Linked DNA regions of Mus musculus: region 1 is linked to region 2. Evidence: chromatin contacts called from public promoter capture Hi-C data. All regions are on one chromosome and are shown on one strand. Each heading gives the region's core, a stretch centred on a gene start, on an enhancer-like site or on the middle of the called end of the contact. The rest is flanking DNA. Distances are from core to core; before and after follow the strand shown. Region 1 has its middle 15 kb from the start of Gm51769. Region 2 overlaps Gm46200 (a long non-coding RNA gene).

What was found. Capture Hi-C pulls out chosen DNA fragments and counts their contacts.
Region 1: a contact with region 2 is called in a promoter capture Hi-C map of adipose tissue, with 4 times the contacts expected there. The contact joins two enhancer-like sites. A contact is called at or near these places in 7 of 39 promoter capture datasets (the 3T3-L1 cell line, the C10 cell line, cranial neural crest and 3 more), 1 of 484 Hi-C or Micro-C datasets (bone marrow-derived macrophages), 7 of 115 datasets of contacts at active chromatin or transcription factors (the NIH/3T3 cell line, acute myeloid leukemia, bone marrow-derived macrophages and 3 more) and 3 of 9 other capture datasets (adipose tissue, liver and macrophages).

The regions. Positions count from the first base shown.
Region 1 is chr10:67,802,346-67,807,820 of GRCm38.p6, forward strand. No RefSeq gene overlaps it. Among named protein-coding and RNA genes, the nearest start is that of Gm51769, 15 kb to the left of the region's middle. Within about 2 kb of position 2,491, at least 50 of the 459 cell types and tissues checked have an H3K27ac peak or open chromatin away from gene starts, as enhancers often do. A contact at or near this core is called in acute myeloid leukemia, adipose tissue and bone marrow-derived macrophages, where this site is marked.
Region 2 is chr10:67,289,034-67,294,187 of GRCm38.p6, forward strand. Gm46200 (a long non-coding RNA gene) reads left to right here. Exons shown (of 3, transcript XR_001779690.1): 2 at 3,577-3,712; 3 at 4,016-4,127. Among named protein-coding and RNA genes, the nearest start is that of Gm46200, 6.2 kb to the left of the region's middle. Within about 2 kb of position 2,283, at least 34 of the 459 cell types and tissues checked have an H3K27ac peak or open chromatin away from gene starts, as enhancers often do. A contact at or near this core is called in acute myeloid leukemia, adipose tissue and bone marrow-derived macrophages, where this site is marked.

The DNA of each region.
Region 1 (5,475 bases), core at 1,241-3,740, 510 kb after region 2:
CCACTCAGCAGAGTTTGAATCGATATTGTGTAACATCCGTGCAAGACAAGCTTGAGAAACAGGAGGCCAAACAATGAGGACCAGACGTCTTCAATGGAGAGCATCTAGGGGCTTGCTGTGGGGAGAAAATGAACAGAGAGAGTGAGGATTTGCAAACTTGCTTGGAGACTGGACGAGGAAGTTCATTTGGTCATTCATTCTCATTCTCTCTGTCTCTCTGTCTCTGTCTCTGTCTCTCTGTCTCTCTGTCTCTCTGTCTCTCTCTCTCTCTCTGGCAGAGTACGTCTGGTGGGTAACGACAGATGTCACGTGATATGCCCCTATTCCCTGGGCTGTTGGAAACCTTTACACAGTACTGCCCCAGTAGAGATGGCACGTAAGGCTGAATCCTAACTCTGGCTTCAAATTTGCAAAAGATGTCTGTGGGCAAGTCAGCAAATCTCTCCAAGTCTGCTTCTTCCTGTTTAAAACGAGTGGTACCGATATCCCAGAGGGCTTTGCGAGTCCTTTTTCATTGAAGAAGTTCTTCACGCCCTATAGGTTGACTGCTGTTCCCACCCCTCAACCTTTGAAACAAAACAAAACAAAACAAAACACCAAATCAAATCAAATCCAAGAACAACCCAGGGAAAATGTAAGGAAGGTCACCTTTACAAAAGGTTATCTGGCAGGGTGGTTTAGAGAGAACTAGGCTCTAGTTCCTGGCTTGGTAATAACCATGTATTTAAGTCCATTCCAAGAGGAAAGAAAGGCTGAGAGATGGTCTGTCGAAAAAATACCTGCTGTACAGCATGTGGACCTGGACCTGTGCTTGGTTCTGTGGACCCGTGAGGGAAATATAAAGTGTTGGAAGATAAGAGATAACCCAGTAGGTAAAATTGCTTCCTGTTGTAAGGACTTGAGTTCAAATCCCAAGCACTCATGTCAAAAAGCTGGGCATAGCTGTGTGCGCCAGTAACCCTGGTGCTGTAGGGGACAGAGACAGGGGGATTGCAAGCTAAGCTGCCAATGTAGCCTCAGGTTCAGTGAGAAACCCTGTCTCCAAGGGATAAAGAGAGCCATCGAGCAGGACACCCAAAGGTCTGCCACCAGGCTCTGTGTATACCTGAGTGTGGATGAACACACACACACACACACACACATGCACACACGCATAGGCACATACATATATACCTGCACACAAATGAAATAAATAAAATATAAATCAAGAAATAAGAGCTTTAAAACGCAAATAATTGGAGCTTGAGATTGGGAAAGGAGGTGTTGGCTTTGGTGTGTGCTTTTTGGCAAGGCAGACCTCTGGGGCCTCTGTCAGCATGCTGTGAGAAGCTCTCACTCCAAGGTCTTCGCAGCGTTATGGAGAGCCAGCGCTTTAGTTAGAGCTTTGCTTCCTCTTGACCTGGGTCAGGGGATTAGTAATGGCTTCTGACTGGCACTGGTTGGCCACACTGATTCAAGATAACCTGGCTCTCTCTCTATCAGCATCGCCAAAGCCACCATCAAGGGCTTTTCTAGCTCTGCCATAGACTTCATTTATAACCGACACAAGTTCAAGGGTACCAGCTGGTTCTGCCAGGGCTTCTGTCTTTTGGTGCTCCAGGGATGTGAACCCTCTTTGCCTACCACAATATTCTTTTAACTATATAATTTTGGTTCTCAAGACACTTGGAAAGTGTCAGGATATGTGGCACATCCTAAACCCCCGAACACGGTGCTGGGGTGCGACACACCCTTCCCCCCTGCCCCCTGACACCCGGCCCGTTACCCTTGGTCCAATATACTGCTTGCTGCTAATGTTTTCCATGTTACCAACCTTGCCCACAGGGCAATAGCACTGACACTCTCCAGTGTGGCAACTGGAAGTGTCCCTAAAACACCTCCTGAGCCACACTCTCAGGTCTTGGTCTTTTGAGACAAAGTCTCCAGGGGTAGCATAGGCTGGCCTTGAATCCAAACTCCTCCTGCCTCTGCCTCCTGAGTGCTGGGATTACAGGCTGGATGCTACTACACACAGCTACTTCCGTTTTACGAAGCCCTATCTTACCATACAAAAATCTTCTGGGAGTCCCCACTGGACATAACACAGCAAGAAAGTGAGAGAGAAAAGCCACTTGCCAAGACTCTCCATGTGGAGACTCATAGCCAACCAGGGATGTCCTCTGGGTGTGGAGGGAGAGTAGGAGAGCCTTGCTGAATGGGTTGGTGAGGGGCTGCCTTTCTTCTTAGTGGGAGGGGAGGGGGGTGTCAGGGATGTGTCTGTGTAATGGGTGAACTTGGCTTGGGGTTCTTCTCTTCCAGAGTACTTACCCCCGGAAATACTGGGGGAAGATGGAGGCTTGTGCTGTCTAGGACCCCGCAGAACTCAAAAGGCCACAGGCCCAGAAAAAGGAAGTAGTTGGAAATAATTAAGAAATCTAAGCAGAAACGGTTGCAGGAGAGAGGGCCTCAACGGCTCTCCTCGACCACATCCGAAATTTGCTTCAAATTGTTATGCAGGACAGTAATTGTCTCCCGGGAGGCAGCAGGCAACTGGGCGGGGCTGGCCTCTCCTAGCCGTCCACGGGCAAAGCCCCTCATAAATACTGCATGTTGTGAAACCAGCATTTTCTCTTCTTGCAGCGGGTCACTCCAACGCTCCTCCTTTAATTAAAGAAATGTGGCTTACCAAAAAACAAATACCTCTTCTCATAAAGATTAGATGCAAAAATAAAAAAAAAGAAAAAAGAAGAAGAAAAAGATTCTACAGTGGAGACATGAACCTTCAAGAAGACATCCATACAGAAACTGTGATTGGCAGATGACTGTGTGATTCCAAGAGTCAACATAGCACCAAGAGTCCCAGATCTCACTCAGCTGCCCTGTGACACATTGCTTCTCTGAAGGTCCACGGCTGGACTGGGGTCTGTGCACCACCAGGGCTCAGTGTGGAGAGGTTTGCTTTGCCCGAGCTCTCTTTCTGCACCAACCCTGATTTGGTACCTAGTCCTCCCAAATTCCTCCCAGAAGCATTTTCTTGTGTGTGTGCCATCTGGTGGATTTTCAAGGGAATTGGCAGCAGGCTCCAAAAAAAAAAAACGTTCCACCTCTGAGGGTTCTGATCTTTCCAAGAGTCTCCGTGAGGTCTCTGCAGGCCAGATCCACTGAGTTTTTTCTGGTCAATTCCCATGTGCCTTCCATACATCTGTGTGTGTGCGTGCAAGTGTATGTGTGTGTGTGTGTGTGTGTGTGTGTGTGTGTGTGTGTTGTGGTGCACAAGTCGTGTGAGTGTTCCTGACTATGCAGGTGCATTTGGAGGCCAGAGGTGAACATCTGCTGTCCTCCTCTGCCACCCTTCGCCTTACATTTTGAGACACAATCTCTTACTGAGTCTGAAGGTCATCACTGAGGCATGGCTGCCTAGCCAGCAAGCCCGAGAGACCTGCCCTTGATAGCTCTAAGATTACAGGCACGCACCACCACATCTAACTTGTACCTATGGGCTGGAATCCAAACGTATGTCCAGCGTCTGCCAGCCAAGCCCTTGGGCCACCAAACCATCTATCTCCTCAGCCCTGACACAGACATCTATTATGACTTTTGAAAAAAACATCATTCAAATTTTCGAATGAATGAATCAAGCAGAAAGCATATGATTTGGAAGGTGCATGCGAAGAAAAGGGTCTCCCAAGCTCTTGCTGTAAGAAGAGCAACCTCCATTCATCCCGAGAACTCCAGGATTATTCAATAAACGTTTATAACACTATACTCAACACACATTTATTGCATCATACTTAACACACGTTTATTACATCAGATGATGCTCTGCACTGGCTTATTTTCTTTTACACTTAACACGTCTTGGCAAACGTTCCCTGTCAGTGGGCATCTCACTGATCTGGACAGAGATGGCGTGCACTTTTGAGACCACAGTGTGGCTTATTTACTCAGTCCCCTCCCTTTCTATGACTACCTGGGTAGGTTTTGATCTCTCCCTATTTCCAACAGTAAGATTCGAGTTCATGTGTAGGATGAGGCCAGGCAGCAGAATTGAGACATCAAAGTCCTTTGAGCCGTGTGAACAGTGTGTAAGTGTGCCCTTCGCCTGTTTTGAAACACCACTTTATCTTTGCCCACGATAAAGAAAAAAACATGGCACCACACTATACTTTATCGTTTCAATTTGAAATGAGATTGCTGTTTTATGTGTCAAAAAAGATTTACATTCTGTGAGCTGGCAAGATGGCTCATCAAGTAAAGGTACTTGCTGCCAATCCTGGGACCCTTCTATGGGAATCCCCTGAGACCATCAAGAAACACAGATATTTACATAACAACTTATAACAGTAGCAGAATTGCAGTTATAGAGTAGCAGCGAACATAATTTGATGGCTGGGGGTCATCACAGGGTGAGGAGCTGTATTGAGGGTGACAGTATGAGGAGGGTTGAGAGCCACTGCTCAGATCCTGTATGGTGGAAGGAGAGAATTCACTTCTGCAAGTTTTCCTCTGATTTCCACGTGTGCCCTGTTACATGCCTGTGTCCACCTGTTCACCCCAGTCAAGTAAATTAACTAAAATATATGTTACTAATTCATTGATTTCATCTATTTTTTTCTCCCAAATTGCTGATTTGCTTTTCTTTGATATTACCAAAATTATTCTCATTTGTATCAACTGAAAAGGTTTTCTGATTTGCCTGTTCAAGTCTTCTTTTGTAGAATTTTTTTCCTTAAAGTTATACCTTATTTTGTTTTAAAATATATCTGTTTATCCACTGGCCATTCAAACTAGACTGTCAACTCCGTATATTTTCTACAGATGGATTTTTATTGGCTTGCATTATGTCTAAAGTAACTAGTGAGAGGGATCACGTCTATATAAAGTTGAGCCTTCCTGTCCTGGGATAGCCTGTGCTTCCCTCTCATTGGGCCTCTTTAATATCCTTTAATTGTGTTGAACATTTTCCTCATGTAAGTTTCACACATTCTGTACTGATTTTCTCCCTGGTTTTCTGGGCTTCTATTGTTCTTGTAAATGAGATTTTTCTGTTATTATTCAATGAGCTTCGGTTGCATGAAGACTACTGGCTTGTAGCTATCAGTTTCCTGCCTAACAACTTGACTGTAACTCTGATTATTTAGGTTTTTTTTTTCCAGTTGATTGTCTTGATCTGTTTTTGGGCAAAAACTAAATGTATCATCTGCAAATATTATAACTAAATGCTGGATCTTGATCCGTTGGTATATAGTGGGATTCTGCAATGTAAAGGGACTTTCCAGTTGATTCTGCACTGCTGAGTTTTGTTTGTTTGAAGTGGGAATTGATGTCAATACCAGTGATCAACTTTAAGCCTCAAATCATTGGACCTGAATACAGCACGTGTCCCCATTGACCATGTCCTTCTCCAGGGGACCATGTCTTCTCATGGCCTCCTTTGGCTCCCCTGAGTGCCTCTCGAGACCATGTCCTCCTTCAGAGGACCCCGTATTTTTACTG
Region 2 (5,154 bases), core at 1,033-3,532:
AACACATACATGCAACACACACACACACACACACACACACACACACACACACAGAGCTTCTGTTAAAAGTATTTTCCATAGATATCATGACTCTTGTACACCACTAATCAATTCAGTCCTTCTGTATTCCTGAAGGCATCCTAACTAGACAAGACTGACACAGAGGGCGTGTGATGGTTTTGTATACGCTTGACCCAGGAAGTGGCACTATTAGGAGGTGTGGCCTTGTTGGAGATGGTGTGTCACTGTGGGCGTGGGCTTTGAGACCCTCATCCTAGCTACCTGGAAGTCAGTATTCTGCCAGCAGCCTTCAGATGAAGATGTAGAACTCTCAGCTCCTCTTGCACCATGCCTGCCTAGATGGTGCCCTGATCCTACCTTGATGATAATGGACTGAACCTCTGAATCTGCAGCCCAATTAAATGTTGCCCTTTATAAGACACTGGGCATGGTGTCTGTTGACAGCAGTAAAACCCTACAACAGGGCAGCTGCTCTACCATCCTGAGAATCTAAGCGGAGGCTTCAGGGATGAACCATCATAGCAAAAGTAGGATTGTTTGTTTGTTTGTTTGTTTGCAATGAACTAATTCTTTGAGCCGCTTTGCAAATGCTATGCCAAGTACTCCTGAGACAGATCCTCAGCCTTTGTTTATCTTAAGATAGTCCATGTAGCCTAAAATGGCTTTTGTCTTAGTGTTCCATTGCTGTGAAGAGACACCATAGCAACTTTTTTTTAAAAATAATTTTTTAAATTTATTTTTATTTTATGTGCATAGGTGTTTTGCTTGTATGAATGCCTTTGTGAGGTTATCAGATCCTGGCGTTACAGATAGTTGTCAGCAGTCATATGGGTGCTGGGACTTGAACCCAGGTCCTCTGGAAGAGCAGTCAGTGTTCTTAGCTGCTGAGGCAACTCTTAACCGCTAAGCCATCTCTCCAGGCCAATGCAACTCTTATAAAGGCAAACTTTTAATTAGGGTTGACTTACAGTTTCAGAGGTTCAGTCCATTATCTTCATGGCAGGAAGCATGGCAGCATGCAGGCAGACATGGTGCTAGAGAAGGAGCTGAGAGTTCTACATCCGGATCAGTAAGCAGCAGCAGGAGACCATGTTCTACACTGGGTGTAGCTTGAGCATGTAAAACCTCAAAGCCTGTCCCCACAGTGACACACTTCCTCCAACAAGGCCCCACCTTCTAATAGTGGCTACTTCCTGTGAACCTACAGGAGGGGTGGGGGATGACGGCTCTTTCTTTCTTCCCTCCTTTCTCTCTCTCTCTCTCTCTCTCTCTCTCTCTCTCTCTGTCTCTCTCTCTTCCTCCTTTTTAACAAATATTTACTTATTTAATATTTTAAATATTTATTTAATTCTCTCTTTCTCTTTCTTCCTTTCCTTTTTAAAAAATATTTATTTATTTAATGTATGCAGTATACTATAGCTGTCTTCAGACACACCAGAAGAGGGCATCAGATCCCACTACAGATGGTTGTGAGCCACCATGTGGTTGCTAGGACCTGAATTCAGGACCTCTGGAAGAGCAGCCAGTGCTCTCAACCTCTGAGCCACCTCTCGAGCCCTATGGGGGCCATTTCCATTCAGACCACCACAGCCTTGAACCAAAAAGCCTGGGCTCTTGAGCTCTGACATTGTGGATGCAGTATGGATTTTCTGCAGGATGAATTTTCTAGTTGGTGGCCATCATACTGCACTGAGCGTGTTTGACCTCACCTGACCTTACAGATTTCACTCCACACTTCCACTCTTATGGTCATATGGGTGCCCCTCTTCCTCTCCTTTCATTTCCTTTTTTAGTTTTGAGACAACTTAACCTTTTGTTACCCAGCCTAAGCCCAAAATCAGTGAATGGCTGAGAATGCCCGTGAACTCCTAATCCCCCACTCCCACCTTTTCCTCCTCTCCCCCAACCTTTATCTCCCAGGCACTAGAATCGTAGGTCCCTGTCACCACCGCTGGCTCATACACCTCACTTCTGAAATGACTTTTAAAAATATTCTCTCTACCTTCGAGATTCTCTTTCAAGGATTTGTCTTCTGGTGTCTGATTTCAGAACTAGGTAGGCACATGGTTCAAAAAGCAGAAAATAAAGTGTCAGGGTCAGGGAGAGGGATGACTGCACTGTGTGCCTCTCTACTTTATCGTGTTTTCGTCATTTGCCTCTGACATTTATTTGTTCCAGGTGCCTCAGTAGACGGATGGTGAAACCCGGGCTGTTAGGACATCAGGGCTGTGGCCAAGAATGTTCACACGTACACAGAGCCTGGCCAGAACCGGCTCTGAGACACTCGGGTTTGTCTGTGCCCAGTTCTCTTTGCCCTCTTCCCCAGTCTGCAGGGCTTTGCTTGTTTGGCTCTCTCATCCTTGTATGACCTCGTTCTCTTTCAACCCACAGTCTGAGAAAGGATGTAAAGTAATTGGAGCAACTGGCTGCTTGCATTTTCTTCTTCTTCTTCTTCTTCTTCTTCTTCTTCTTCTTCTTCTTCTTCTTCTTCTTCTTCTTCTTCTTCTTCTTCTTCTTCTTCTTCTTATCACAATTTAAAGTGCTTTTTCTCCCCAGAGCTCTTTTGAGTTTCTCATGATCACAGAGCAAATATCTCATTAATCAAAATTGTAATTATTGGCTGAATTTTACAGGAAAATAATTTTTGTAAATGTATAAATAATTAAGAGTATTGGGGAGGTGTATTTCGTGACAACTCTTGCCATTCTCGTCATGAGGTCATATATGTGCCCTTTCTGTGATGTCAAGGCACAAATTTGAACAAGCTACAAACAGCCCTTGATTCCTGGCTGGCTCCCATCAGGATCCATGAATGGCACCTTTCAGTTATTTTTTAATTATGTTGATTTACAATATAATGGCTGGGGCTGACGAGACGGCTCAGTGGGTAAGAGCACTGACTGCTCTTCCAGAGGTCCTGAGTTCAAATCCCAGCCACCGCATGATGGCTCACAACCACCCATGATGACATCTGATGCTCTCTTCTGCTGTGTCTGAAGACATCAACAGTGTACTTATTTATAATAACAAATAGATCTTTGGGCCGGAGCGGGTGGGGCCGACCGGATCAAGCAGAGGTCCTAAATTCAATTACCAACAACCATATGACAGCTCAAACCATCTTTACAGCTACAGTGTACTCATATACATTAAATAAATAAATAAATAAATAAACCAATATACATTAAATAAATAAATAAATAAATAAATACATAAATAAATATAAAAAAACAATATGATGACTATCTATGAACACTTCCATAATCAGCATTTTAAGAGAAAAACCCCAGCCCTGGAAAGAACTGGCCTTGTTTACTGACCCAGTAACCAGTGAAGGAGCTGAAGGTTGTGAAAAGCCAGGGGAAGGAGATTTAACACGGTGGCCACGTGGGGAATCACTAATGGGGTTCAGTGATCCCGAGTCCATCTTGAGGGATCAACATGAACATTTTAAACAAAGAAAGAATGAGGTAAAGGGCAAGAGGCCTGCGTAATTAAGTAGTCTGAGTCAACATGTTACGTCCTTGATGGTCATCTCTGCTTTGTTCTGCACAGTGGCCTAAAGAAGTCCTGCGTGCTTGGGGGAGAAAGCCGAGGACCCTCAACAAGTGATCCCAGAACATGGTTGCTCTCCATCCAGGGCACAGCCTCTCCATCTGTCCTGGTGGGCTTCACTGTTCTGGATTCCAAGGTAGCTGCATGTTTAAGACAATCACTTTTATCTCTCTTGCCTTCAGTCTTTAAGGGAGATGAGACATTAACATTGCCAGGGTAGAATCCAGCAGGAGGCAGACCTAAAATTAAGGCAGAGATACCTGGCTTTCATCCTGCTTTTTAGCTTTCGGAGGGGGTGGGATGAGGGGAACATCTAAGAGTAGTCGTTCAGATCTGTGCAAAGAGGTTCATTAAAAAGGGAGCATCGCCTATTGCTAAGAATGGTAAAAGGATTTGCAAAGGGCACCTACTAAAGCTGCAAACCCCTTGGCTTCCACAGCAGCAACGGAAAGCTAAGGGAGACAGCCATCACTCCCGTTTTCTCCAGGACGGGTGTGTGCACTTCTGCCGAGCACACACCTAGTGCTAGAATTGCTGCTTTGAATACTACATGTAAGTCTGGCCTTAATATACGTTACCAGATCATTTACCTCAAAGGCCAATTTACATTATCTAGTTGTGAACATTCCACTTATTTGAAACTATCGTCAATGCTTTGTAGCTTGGGCTGAGTTCGCTTTCAACCTTATATCGAATGTGTGTATTTTTTATGCATTAACCCCTTAAGAGCTGACATTGAACAGTGTGCTCCCTAAGACATCACTTTTGGGACTGGAGGGAGGGCCCTCTGGGTAAGAGTATCTGCCACCAAGTCTGACCACCTGAGTTTGATCCCTGTGATCCATGTGTTGGAAGGAGAGAATTGACTACCTCAAGATGTCCTCTGACCTCCATAAGCACACCATGGCATGAATACACATACACACACACACACACACACACACACACACACACACACGTGCACACAGGCACAAACGTGCATGCATGCAGCCCACTAAATAAATGTTAAAAAAAAAAAAAGCTTTAAATTCCAAATTGCCAGCTATCATGAATTTCTTCAAGGTTTTTTTCTTGTTTGGGGGCACTTTCTAAAACTGTAGTCCAGACTGATCTGGAACTCAGTATGTGGCGCATTCTGGCCTCAGACTTAGAGCAGCAATCCCGTTCAACCCTCTGATTGCTAGGGCTGCAGATGTGAGCCACCTAGCCTGGCTTGAATTTCTTCAATTCTTGTTTTTCATCTCTCAGACCCTCTTCCTCCTTTAATATTTGTATTTAAAACTTAAACATTTTACATTTTTATTTTGAATTTAAATATTTTAAAATCTTAAAGTATTTATTTACCGTGTGTGTATGAGTGTTTTGCCTATATGTATTTATGAGCACAACCTGTATGACTGGTACCCACACAGGTCAGAAGAGGGCATCAGGTCACCTGAAACTGGAGACACAGGTGATTGTGAACCACCATATGAATGCTGGGAATCGAACCCAGGTTCCCTGTAAGAATGGCAAGCATTCTGAACCACTGAGCCAACTCTCTGGCCCCACATCTTCCTTCTTGAAATTTGTATTCCA